Linked DNA regions of Mus musculus: regions 1 and 3 are each linked to region 2. The links are chromatin contacts, called in public HiChIP or PLAC-seq and promoter capture Hi-C maps. All regions are on one chromosome and are shown on one strand. The core of a region is the stretch at or near the end of the contact, and the rest is flanking DNA. Distances in the headings are between cores, read along the strand shown. Region 1 has its middle 20 kb from the start of Gm40302. Region 2 holds the start of 8030423F21Rik (RIKEN cDNA 8030423F21 gene). Region 3 has its middle 16 kb from the start of C130083M11Rik.

Region 1 (4,161 bases), core at 1,643-4,142, 510 kb before region 2:
GGTTGTAACATCGAGTAACTGCATTTTCCTCTTTCCTTCATTTTTAAAACATATTATAGTGCAAACAAAATGGGGAGATTTAAATACAAGTATTATATCAAAAAATTTGAATTCTTTGAAGGGACCAAAAAGTCACACCGTCTCGGAGAGTGAGTCACGTTTCTGCTGCCCTTTGATTTAATGCCATCTGCTGCACACGTTTACCTCTTTGCTGGCAAGGTGTGATCATTGATTTCCTATGGTCTCTTGGAAGGAAGTTCTGCTTCCTTGATGATGACTACAAAGGGGAGGTGACCCCATTCTCATTCCGATGCAAGCCCTGCACTTTCCTATTTCCGCTAGGGCCCCAGGAACAGTGAAGCCAGCGAGAAACATCCTCTCCGTATTGCTGCTGACATCAAATGTCGTCCCTCCCCTTCCCACAGCTACAGTGTGGAAGGACATGATATAAGGGCCCAACCATGAAAAGGCATGAAAGGTTCGTGATGGACAGGAGTATTAGGTGCACAACTCCTTACAGAAGACTCCTGGAAAAACGGGGGGTGATGAGAAAAGCAAGTCTCAGTCTGAATTGAAAACATAACCAAACTGATATGAATTCGTGTCTAAAGGGACATGAATGCATACCTAAATGTGTATGCATACAGTGTGTGTGTGTGAGAGAGAGAGAGAGAGAGAGAGAGAGACAGAGAGACAGAGAGACAGAGAGACAGAGAGACAGAGAGACAGAGAGACAGAGAGAGAGAGAGAGACAGAGAGACAGAGAGACAGAGAGACAGAGAGAGAGAGAGAGAGAGAGAGAGTTTTAATGTATCTGAGTAATTGTAAAATCATTCTTCTTGATTCAGAAATTTGACCAATCTAAAGACTCTGTTTCTCTGACCAGATCAACTATCCAAATCAAATAGAGTAATAAACTCGAGTATCTAGCAAGGCCCATCACCAAGAGGGAAAAAGCATCAGGTGGTTACAGTTGGCTCCACCAAAACAGACAGACAGCTTCACCCCCAAGAATTCTATGTACAATATAAAAGAAAGAAAAGGAAGTGGGGGGTGGGCAGTCATTAATATCAACGACCAGTATCCTCAGCACCCATATAAAAGTCTCCAAACTGGAAGGCAGAACCAGGAGGAGGGATCACTAGGGCTTGCTGGCCAGGCAGTCTAGCTGAACTGTGAGCTACGGGTTCCGTGAGTGACCCTAACTCAAAAAGAATAAGGAGAGAGCAGATGAAGAAAACCCTTGGCATCAACCTTGGGCATCCCACACACATGTGTGCATACCTGCACATACATTTAGGTAAACATACATGAACATGTACATGGGCATATGGCATCAAAAAAAAGTGAAAAGAAAGAGAGGGGATGAAGATTTGGACAAGCAAAGGAGAGGTTCACTATTTGTAAAGGCAAACAGATGGCATCCTCAGAGACTTTCAAGGGATGGGTGTGTAGCCTCACAGTGCTTTTGTGTTGCAGAGAGGAATGGAGTGGAGACAGTAAGAGGAAGCTGGCCTCTGGCTGCCCAACCAGTCCCCACTACTTGCTCCTAACTAGCACTTAATTCTGTCTTGTTTGCATTCTCTGTAAAATGGGAATAACAAGACAAGGCTCTACCCCGTGTTGTTATGGAGACTAAAGGAGTCATACCGGTGTAAAGTGTTTGAAACAGCATTTTAAAAAAAAAGTAGTAGCCACAATCAAAATCCTGTGATCTTGTGTCTATAGAAATTTATAAAGGTGCAGGATATTTTCAAACCAAAGCTACCAAGAGGAAGCTCATCTTACCGGAAGACCGTGGCAACCGATGTATGTCCCGACAAGTCTTTCTTTTTGTTACTGTGCACTGTGTCATGTATGTGTAAACAGACATACATCATACATGGGTGAGTATGCTCATGTGTGCATGCAGAAGCTAAAAGACAGCCTCGGGTATCACGCTCACCAGCACCATCATCACTACTGTCAACACTGTTCCAGAGTTCACTCACTAAGCTGAACTGGCTATGCTGTGAGCCCCAGGCAGCTTCCTGTCTCTGCATCCACAGTATGCCACCATGCCTGTGATGTTTACGTAGGTGCTGGAAATGGAAGTAGATTCCTCCCAGTTGCAAGCCTTAGGTACATCTCTATGGATCTAAACACTGTCATCACTTTAAGAATTGTGGAATAGTCGGAAAGAAAGCATACATATATTCAATTCTACCTGGTGTTTCCTGCTTTGTCTATCTCTATTCCCAGAACTAATGCCAAGCTTCTCCTACTCCTACCAAAAACAAAAGAACAGACAGACGTGTTCAACAACTTACCTACCTATCTTCTGTAATGAGCCTGTATTAAAACTTCTACGTTGCTAGACAAGATGAAGTGCAAAGAGCCCCAAGCACTGAATAACAAAAACTATAGAGCCAAATTCAACAGGAACCCTGCCTGCTCTGCAAAGATGCATCTGGGCTGTTCTTCCAGGGAGGCCATTTTCTATTGAAAGCTCAGAGGTTGATGGTGCAGGAGGCAAAAGAAAGTTAAAATGCATAGTCACACCAGATAGTGATGCATCTTTCACAAACTTGGGGGTTAAGCTACCAGGGAACCAAGGAACTGTCCGATCAGGTGAGGAAAGTCAGATGTCAGGCCTCTCTGGGACACCCACGCAATCAGCTAATTGGCTTCATTTTTCACTTTCAACTGATTGATTCTGTATCATACAGACCTGGCCTGCTTCGATCTGGGCTGACATAGTGGCAACTAATAAGGTGACCCAGGTCCTAAAAGCAAGCAGATAATGGCCAAGGATGGAGCCTGACCGCTTAAACAACTCCAGGGGAGAAGCCCAGGCTGAAAGGCAAAACATAAAAAGAGAAAGCTGAGGGCTGGAAGCTTGCTCTGCTGCCATCCCTAGGCGTGAAACTGTAAATTAAAGAACGGGCTGCCGTCTGCTGCACTGAGCCAAAGCAGACACATCTCACAGATACACTTTAATTGGGGGTTTCATTCTAACTGAAACAGGTTCCTCCTCAGCAGATGCTTCCCCCCCCCACACACACACACACACTCCACTCCTGCCCACACACACACACACACACACACACACACACACACTTGTGGTTTGTTTTGCACATTGGAAAGCCCATGCAAAAATACCTGCAGCATGGTCTCAGAAACAGGATGGAATCTCCCAGTTTCTAAATGGCAACAGATGTAGTTTCGGCTCTAATACACATTAGACTCTTTCTCTCTCTCTCTCTCTCTCTCTCTCTCTCTCTAAAAAAAAAAAAATCAACAAGCCACCCCCTCCAGCTTCAATAAATGTCACAAAATAACTAAATTCTTTCCTTTCCACGATGATCCGTAGCTGGAGTATTTTTAATGTCTGTTTATTTGCTTGTTTTTGTTTGCCTGGTTTTTATAAGTGAATAAATGACTCGCTACTTTCCAGATTTTCCATCTCGTCCTATTTTTCAACCCCTTGTTTATAATGAACGGTGTCATAATCGTGCTTCTTGTGAAAACGAAAGAAATCAAACAGCCTTGGGATTCCAGGAAAGGAGGTTCTTAGTAGACATGCCTGCCTGCTATTGATGTTGTAAAAAGGTTCCTTTTACATGGTATTAGATGTTGAGAGCACATCATATTGATCTAGAAATAAAAAGCTTGATTTTTTTTAGTACAGCCAACCCTTACCTTCATAAGCACTTTATAACACTAAGAAGTGGGTTTTATTTTTAATTGAGGTAAACAAATTACACTTGAAGAACGATGCTATTTTTAGGGAATGAAGGGTTTGTACGCTTTTTTGGCAGCAATTCAGGTAAAATCATGAATAAGTCTCACTCTTTCAAATTTTGGCCCAGGCCTCTCTCCCCAAGTCAACGCTGCCTGAATCCTGGGATAAAATGTGAAACTATTGCCTTTGTTTTCTCCTTGTCCTCCGTAGGAACAGTAGTTGCAAGCAGTTTTCGTAGTCATTTGCCCATGCTCAGATGCTGAAAGGGCAAACTGGAGCTCAGCAAGGCCTAATGCACACGCTGTATAATTCTCCTTCCTTGAAAATGGTGACGGTGGCTGAGCCGGAAACCTCAAGTCTCCTAAGGCAACGCTCGCCAGCACTTCCCACCGGACAAGCAGAGCTAGGGTAGTGACCGCCCCTTCCTCTAACAATGC
Region 2 (4,136 bases), core at 1,339-3,838:
AGATAATAGAAGCCTTGGATAGTAAAAGCGCAGAGTAGATACTGTCAGTCACTGGCTGTGTGGGGCTGAGGAGGAATGGGGGAGAAGACGGAGAAGGGAGCCAAAAACAGGGAGTTAGCAGCTAGGGTGGAAACAAGGACAGAGCCAGAGGCCAGCCCCATGGGTCTTCCTCATGTGCTCTGTCTTGGAGACTGAATCTGGGCTGGACACCTCCTCCTCAGGCCACATGCTGCCACAGGCAGATTCCCAGGGTGCTCTCCCTTCTTGGAGAAAGAAGTGTGGCAGCTGTGAGCCTCTCCTAGTTACTGGTCCGTTTCATCAGCTGAAATGCTGGCTCACTGCATCAGCAGATGGATCTTCCAGCAGGAAGTGGTTGGGCCTTGTGGGGAGAGCTAGCAATTGCAACCTGATCCAGGAGCAGAGCAGACTCTGGAGCTGAAGGAGGGTCTCTGTGTCCTGGGAAGGCAGGAAGGATGGATGACCAGATCTGGGAAGCTTCCCGGGATAGGAGACTGTCAGTGCTGCATCCAGGAACAACAAACCGAGACTGGCCATACAGCCAAGCCAACAGGGTCTCTGCCTCTCCGCTTTCCACTTTGTAAACTGACTTCACATGCACAGACCTCAAACAGTTGCCTGTGTTAGAAATGCTTTTGAGTATCAGAGGTGGAGTGTGGATAATGTAAGCAAATCGGCTGTGTATTTTTCCCAAGATAAGAAGGACACTTCTGGACTCCAGAATATGATAATACCAAGAAAGTTGTCAGCCAGTTTTCTGGTGCCCCCCCCCCGCCCGCCCCCCATGCTATAAGACAGCTGCTATGACTCTGGAGACCTAGATTCATCCCAGGCAGAAAGAAGGAAGATAATGAGATAGTACTAGCACACAGAATTATGTTTGCGATTCCTGGGCCACTTCCAGCTGTGTTGCCTTCAGACAAACCAAGTGTTTAGTCTTCTGGTCTTGAGAGTAGAGGGTAAAAAGCATGAGAAACTTCAGAACAAGTCACCCCTACCATCTGCCTGAGTGTGACCAAAGGATGCCTGAGTGACTGGGAATACCATAAAGCCCAGGGGACTGGACCATGGCACCGCTGGTTGCTATGGATACCAAGGCCCATCACCACCATGGGCATCATCAGCATGTGAGAATTGGATCTTAGGGCTGTAGAGTTTAGAGGGGACTGGGTGGAGAAGAGGAGTCTCAGATCCTTTAAATCTGACCACACTGAGTTGATTTAGTCAGATGCATTTTATGCAGAGGCAGTGGGGAGTCTCAGGGTACAGATAGCCAATGGCCAGATGACCCCCAGTTTCAATCCCTCTTTCCTAAGTGGATGGCCCTGAACAACTAATTAACCTCTCTGTGTCTCTCTTCTCCGTCTTTAAAGCGATGGTAGCACTGATTCTCCTGCATCTCTAGGATTGCAAGGAGGACTCTGCGCCAATCTGTATAACACAGGGCTCAGAACCGTGACTAAGCCCTGCTGCTTGCCGCACCCTTCAGTGCCATGGAGGAGGAGTATAGGAGGGGCTCAGACTTCATGTTGACCCTCTTCCCTGTGTGAAATGGCCACAGGTCTCCTCCCACCAGGGACCCTGGCCCTTCTCAGGCCCCCACTCCATCTTAATGATAAGCTAGTGGCCACTTGCTTGGAGGCTGTGGGATCTGTTCAGAGTGTCACTGTCACCAGGCCCTTGACAGGGTGCAGCAGCTGCAGAGGGTACAGAGAGAGGTGGCAGGCTCTGTGTTCCTGAGCAAATCACTCAGCCTCCGTGTGCACAGCACCACGTCTATAAAACCGTAACAGCACATCTCTCAAGGACATCTCATTTCCAAACTGCAGGACTTTTCCCTATGGAAATCATGATCTCTGAGTCAAGGTGGCCGCCCCCAGTCTTCTGGCCAGGTGTCTGACTTCCCCAGGGCTCAAGGAGAGCACTCTGGCCTCTCAGGTCTGCCTCCTGTTGTGTCCTGCCCACCTCAGGCCGCACGCACGCCCCCTCTCTGCAGTCTCCCTCCAGGTTGCACTAACGTGCAAAGAAGGGGCTGTGGTTAAAACCCGGACATTCCCCCGAGGATCAGGGTGGCAAGGCCCAGTGCCTTCTTGCAACAGCCCTGCTTCCCAGGGAGAGAGGCCTTTTCCGAGGCGACAACTTTGAGCATGGCGCAGCTGCTCCTGGCGTGCCAAAGCCGGGGCGCGCAGACGCGCGGCGGGTGGCAGTCATTAACCGGCTGTCAGGTTCCTCGGCTGATGCAGCTAAAAATAGCGCGCTATAGATAGCAGCCTCCCCCGCGACTGCAGCCCGCACCCCATCCCCAGATCCGCGCCGCCCGGCACCCCGAGGAGACCGCGCCACCAAGCTCAGCTATTTATAGAACCCACACCTCAGCACTTTCCACCCACCATACAACCATTTCAGCTGCTCCGATGAGAAAAGAGCAGCCTGGGCCGCCACTTACTCCGGTGTGCAATCACATCTAGGGCCAGGGAGTCCTGATGTTATAGGAAACCTCCAGGCAGACTCAGATTAAAGATCAATGGCCACATAAAACGTAAGCAGTCAGTTTCGCGGCGAACAAGTCCTGGTAATACAGAGTTGTTTCAGTGAATAAACTCGGAGAGCTGTGTAGCCCCACCCCCCATGTTGATTAGCCCCCTGGCGAAACCCTGAATGCTTGAAGTAAGGGGCAGGCAGGGAAGGGGGGAGTGGGGCTGGAGACAGACACGGGGTGGGGTGCAGGGGGGGGGGGAGAGAAAGGAGAGGAAGAGGAAGGGGAGAAGAGAAGAATTAGGAATGAGAAGAAGCCATAAAGAAATAGAGATGGGAAGAGATAAAAAAAAAAAAAAATAGAAGGACAAAGAGGATGGGGATAAGGACAGGGAAAGAAGACTGGGAGGTGGCAGAGCAGTTAAGTGCACCTGCTGCTCTCCCAGAGGACCTGAGTTCGATTCCCAGCACCCACATGGTGGTTCACAACTAACCATAACTGAAAGCCCAGGGAATCTGACACCCTCTTCTGACATCCTCAGATACGGTGGTACACAGGCACAGGCACAGGCACACATACTGACGAAACATTATGCACATAATTTTTTTAAAGAGAGAGAAAGGGATAGATGGAGAGAGGTAAAGAATAGAGAGATGAGGAAAGATGGAGATATATTATGCAGAGAGAGGAAGAGAGATAGATGGGAAAAAAAGAAACATTAAGATTGCAAACATGTCAGAGTGTTCCCTAGCCCTTCTCCTAATGCCCTCAACCGAATTTTTTCTTCCCACCTGATCACTTTACTGATTCATCAAGACAAGTATAAATCATATTTCCAAATTTTGGTGAGCCCAGCAGCTAGATAGGCACTGACATCTGTCAAGGAAGAGGGCACTGGGCCTTGCCACCCTGATCCTCAGGGGAATGTCTGGACCCTAACATGGCCCCTTCTTTGCATGCTAGTGCGGCTGACTTGGAGTCAGTTCCTACCTGCCACCCCCAGCTTTGGGAATCTAGAACAGGTGCCTCAGCCTTCAAAAGTCTGGTTTCCTGGGCAGAGCGTCCTGCCCATCTTACAGCACTGGGGTGAGGCCATAGAAGGCATAGAAGGCCTGCAGGCCAACCACTGCTCAAGGCCACAAGCTCTGAGAATGAAAGACCAATGTGGATGTTGTGGACATCACCCCTGGCAAACAGTCTTCAAGATGCATGGCACACCCCCATGTTTTCCCCCATTCTGTTGTGTCCCCCGTGATCCATTTCTGTGAATCCCAGTGGCCCAAAACAAGACCCCTGGGAAGAAGTTTTGAGGACCTGGGCAGAACCTGGGTGGTGAATGGAGACATCTCTCAGCCAAATCTTTGAAGTCTCAAAACCCTTGGTTGAATCTGGACCTGTAGACATGGGTACTTGGTCAGGGAGTAGCTAGGTAATGCTCTCCCAGAACATCTGGATCCAGCATTGGCTCACATGTCTCAGAAGTCACCTCCTGGTCCTGCCCAGGAAACTAGGCATGAATTCTTGTGCACTGAAACCCAATCTGCATGCTTGCATGGCTTTGCTAACAACAGCTGACTGGTCACTAAACAAGATGGAGGCAGACCTCCAGCTTTCCAGGGCCATTGTACTATTCCGTGTTTAA
Region 3 (4,189 bases), core at 635-3,134, 390 kb before region 2:
GTGCATTCCCTGAATCCACTACCTGTGCAGGGACAGTGGTTGTTGTTTCCTCCATCCACACGTGGACCTCCATGGAGACAGGGTTGACTGGCGCATCATCAAAGTTGAGTTCACGGTGGTTTCCAAGGAAGCTCGGTGCACAGTCACAGAAGTAAGCCCCAAGAGCATCCTGACACGTGGCACTGTGCAGACACGTCTGGGATCCTTGGAAGGAACTTGGATGACTCAGCCAGGAACACACACATAATGGTTGATTGCTCAGTGGTATAGTAACAGAACAGAAGAAAGTCCTAAGTCTTTTCAAATGCCTGACAGGTAGGTAGCGTTGGGGTTGGTGGAAGTTAATGGTCTGTTAAAGCATTCCAAAATGATAGTCAAAGGGATATTAGGTCAGACACAGAGTTGGGTAATAAATGTCTATTAAAAGGCAGCTAAAGATAGCCAAAGACAATTTAGCGCTGGGCCTGCAACATTCCAACCCTCCACAATCACTAAAGTTCTGGTAGTCAATCAGCATTGTAAGATTTTAAACAGAAGCTGGACTTCTCCCCCTGGGAACTTCTCAAAACAGTAGGTATCAGACAAAACAAACAGATATTTTAAAATTCACGTAAAGCAAAAGTGACAAGGAACCCAGAGTAGCTTAATGCAAAGACTTGCCAAGGACAATGGTTTGTTTGTTTGTTTGTTTGGGTTGGGTTGGGTTTTTTTTTTTTTTTTAAAGAGTCAAAGTGAACAAAATTGAAAGAATTCTCTGTCACCTTTGAGGTTCCATGCTAAAGGTGTCACATGCTGTACTGCCCGTGGGACCTGCAGTGCATTTTCTTAATTAGTTATTGGTGGGGAGGGCCCAGCCCATTGGAGGTGGGGCCACCCCTGGGCAGGTGGTTCTAGAGTGCTATAAGAAAGCAGACTGAGCAGGCCATGAGGAGCAAGCTGTGTTGTTTGTACTCCTTAAGAGCTTGTCTTGTGTCAGGAGCCATCTAGGATAGGCTAAAGCTGCCAGGTGGGGCTCCTGAAAGATGGCCCACCATTTTTGAATGGTCTTCAATTGATGATCTCAATGGCAAGGTCCCAAAGAGACTTGATCTCAGGATTGTGTCTTTCAACTGATAAGCCTTTCCTGTCATTATTAAATTAATATAATAATCCCTGGGCGTTAGCCCATCCTATTGATCAGGTTTCCTGCAGATCAACATAAAGATGAACTTCTATGAATTAATGCTGTTTAGATATATGATACATGTGTTCTCCAATATACATATTCTTAGGGTTTCATTACTGTGAAGAGACACCATGACCAAAGCAACTCTTATAAAAGCAACCATTTAATTGGGGCTGGCTTACAGTTTCAGAGGTTTAGTCCATTATTGTCATGGTGGAAAGCATAGCAGTGTGCCGGCAGACAAGAGTGCTGGAGGAGCTGAGAGGTCTACATATGGATCCAAAGGCAGCCAGGAGGAGGAGGAGGAAGGTCTCTTCTGTACTGGGTGGAGCCTAAGCATAAGACTTAAAAGTCCACCTAAACAGTGATGAACTTCCTTCAACACCTCCTCCTAGTAAGCTGCACCTACTCCGACAAGGCCACACCTCCTAATAGTGCCGCTTCCCTTGGGTCAAAACTTTCAAGCATATTCAAACCAACAAACAAGCATGAAGCACGCACATGTGTGGGCAAGCGTGTGTGTGTGCGCACACACACACACACACACACACACACACACACGCACACACACACACACACACACACACACACACACACACACACACTTCCAGAGAAGTGAAATACAGAGCTAAAAACTACAACCTCAACCCTCTAGCACCAGACAGGGAAGAGCTCTGTGAGTCTGCAGTTTCAGACTCTAACCTGGGTGTGGTTCCTGGAGGAGTCTGGGCATGACTCCCTGAGGGGAGGTTGGAAGAGTCTATGTGGAAATCTTGACTGGTTATTTACTTTCCCCTCTGGTTTCTTTCTAACCTGTACTCTCCCCACTCCCAAACCTGCCTGGTAGACAGCGTAAGACTGTAGGGAAACAAAACAAAAAATAAAACAAAACAAAACCCATAATGCCAATGAGTAGATTTAATGGCTTCTTGACACTCCCGCAGATCAGGATCTTTTCTTCAGTCTCCGTTCATCATATATAAAGCAGGAGCAATGTGAAGGTGTACTGAGTATAATTGATTATACATTGTTGGCTAATCCAGAGAGCACACCAAACCCAGACAGCAGGGCCAAGCACCTGTAAGCACTGTGACTGCCTCCAGGAGGATGTTTAATGCAAAACGGAATGGGTCTCTGTTCCCTGGGGAACTTGATCAGCTCTTCCTTGCTTCACTTCTCTCTAGCCCCAGCTTCTGCTCTGTTTCTTTGCTTTCATTTTCCTCCATCTTGATGCTGGTATGATCCTCATGGAAACAAAGCATCTTTGATTGTCTTTTGATTTCAGTTCTCTTTTCTCATCTTCCCTTCATTCTGTTTTCCTTTAAATGCTCATTTTTTAAATTGTCTTTTTAGGGTTTTTTTTTTTTCTTTTTTTCTTAAGACAAAGTTTCTCTGTGTAGCCCTGGCTGGACTGGTATTCACTCTGTAGACCAGACTGGTCTTGAACTCAGAGATCTATCTGCCTCTGTCTCCCGAGTGCTAGGATTAAAGGTGTGTGCCACCACCATCTGATCTCTATTTCCCTTCTAATGCCAGAGTTACATGAAATAGAAACAGAGGGACATTGCTTTTATTGTATTTTAAGTTAAAAAAAAAACCTTCAAAATTTCTTTACAAGAAGTCTAATTCAGACAATGCATTATTTCTAAAGATTCCTTAGCTCTCTCTTAAATTATTTTTTAACAAGTCTGTTCTTTGCAAGTTAGCTGTGTGTGTGCCTCTTCTAATGTGTACCACCAGGCCCTCAGCTTTTAAATTTTTCAAAAATATCTATCTTTCTATCCATCTATTTCTATCTATCCATCCATCCATCCATCCATCCATCTATGTATCTATCTATGTATGTATGTATCTGTGTATCGATCTATCTATCTATTCATCCATCGATTCATTCATTCATATATGTATGTATGTATGTATTCATCCATCCATCCATCCATCCATCCATCCATCCATCCATCCTTCCACCCATTTGTTATCTATTTGTGGGGTCAGACCATGATGCACATGTGGAGCTCAGAGGACAACTAGCCAAGGTGCTGCTCTCCTTTCATCTCCTGAGTTCTGGGGATCAAGCTCTGGTTCTTAGGTTTAGTGCCAAGTGCTTCCATCTTGCCAACCCTCAATTATTAGTATATATTAATTATATATAATAACTTTCCTTATGACAATTTCATACATGTACACAATATACTTTGATTCTATTCATCCCATCATCCTGTCTTGTATCCCACCTTCTCCTACTGACTCCCTTTTCTTCCTCCACAATGACTTACCTTCCACTCTTCTGTTTTGAATTTATTTAAATACTTATCAAGGGATGTATGTGTTGCACATGTGTAATTCTAGGTCCTGGGCATACAGCCAAAACTAAATCAACACAAATCATGGTTTAGGTTCTCGTGAGCTCGCTTCCTAGGGGGAAGGAGGCTACAGAGGAAAGGGTGTCAGGCTTCCCCTACCCCTGCTCCCCTGCTCATATCCCCATGTCTGATCTCTCCTTCTCCTGCTATGACTGGCCTATATCTCATTTCTTGGGCTGCCTTCTTATTGGAAAGGTTTGTTCCTCTGGTTGATTTGTAAACACCCTGGTTGGCTCCAGATAGGATGCAGGCAGCTAGCTAGCTCCCTTCCTGGTGGATGCTGCATAGTTTTCCTAGGTGCCCTTGGCCCTCTCCAAGCTGGGCGTATCTTCTGCCTGGTCCTCAAGTCCCTATCTTTGGTGGAAGCCAAAGCTCCCAAGTTAGCATGGCTCTGATGACAATCAGTGCGCTGTTCATGCCTTCTTCCAGATCATTAGTGAAGATGTTGAATGAAAGCACATCCCATCCCATGATACCCTGCTAGAGACCTCCCCACAACTCCACACTCTGCCTTTTGTTTGCTGTTTTATTTCCCTTTGTTTACCTTGCCAGCTCGTGCCCTTGCTTTTGCAACAGGCAGGAATCTTGGTATTTCTGCCGCTGCAGAGCCTGCTTAAGGGTGGAGAAGTTAAAGCCTGGCAGATTGTAAATGCGTCCTTTT

The links. Promoter capture Hi-C pulls out the DNA fragments that hold promoters and counts their contacts. HiChIP or PLAC-seq counts read pairs in DNA pulled down with a chosen protein or histone mark.
Region 1: a promoter capture Hi-C map of hippocampal neurons shows a contact between it and region 2, with 4 times the contacts expected there. The contact joins the enhancer-like site here to the promoter of 8030423F21Rik in region 2. A contact is called at or near these places in 16 of 39 promoter capture datasets (the 3T3-L1 cell line, the C10 cell line, the HPC-7 cell line and 9 more), 5 of 484 Hi-C or Micro-C datasets (cerebral cortex and embryonic stem cells), 13 of 115 datasets of contacts at active chromatin or transcription factors (the 230-238 cell line, acute myeloid leukemia, craniofacial prominence and 9 more) and 1 of 9 other capture datasets (embryonic stem cells).
Region 3: an H3K4me3 HiChIP or PLAC-seq map of embryonic stem cells shows a contact between it and region 2, with 22 read pairs. The contact joins the enhancer-like site here to the promoter of 8030423F21Rik in region 2. A contact is called at or near these places in 11 of 39 promoter capture datasets (the 3T3-L1 cell line, 3T3-L1-derived adipocytes, cranial neural crest and 6 more), 3 of 115 datasets of contacts at active chromatin or transcription factors (embryonic stem cells and heart atrium) and 1 of 9 other capture datasets (embryonic stem cells).

The regions. Positions count from the first base shown.
Region 1 is chr5:52,108,294-52,112,454 of GRCm38.p6, forward strand. It overlaps a transcript of Ppargc1a not described here. Among named protein-coding and RNA genes, the nearest start is that of Gm40302, 20 kb to the right of the region's middle. Within about 2 kb of position 2,893, at least 11 of the 459 cell types and tissues checked have an H3K27ac peak or open chromatin away from gene starts, as enhancers often do. A contact at or near this core is called in the HPC-7 cell line, forebrain and hippocampal neurons, where this site is marked.
Region 2 is chr5:52,616,423-52,620,558 of GRCm38.p6, forward strand. It overlaps 8030423F21Rik (RIKEN cDNA 8030423F21 gene), which reads right to left and starts at 2,589. Exons shown (of 3, transcript NR_045738.1): 1 at 2,465-2,589.
Region 3 is chr5:52,230,502-52,234,690 of GRCm38.p6, forward strand. No RefSeq gene overlaps it. Among named protein-coding and RNA genes, the nearest start is that of C130083M11Rik, 16 kb to the left of the region's middle. Within about 2 kb of position 1,885, at least 18 of the 459 cell types and tissues checked have an H3K27ac peak or open chromatin away from gene starts, as enhancers often do. A contact at or near this core is called in embryonic stem cells, where this site is marked.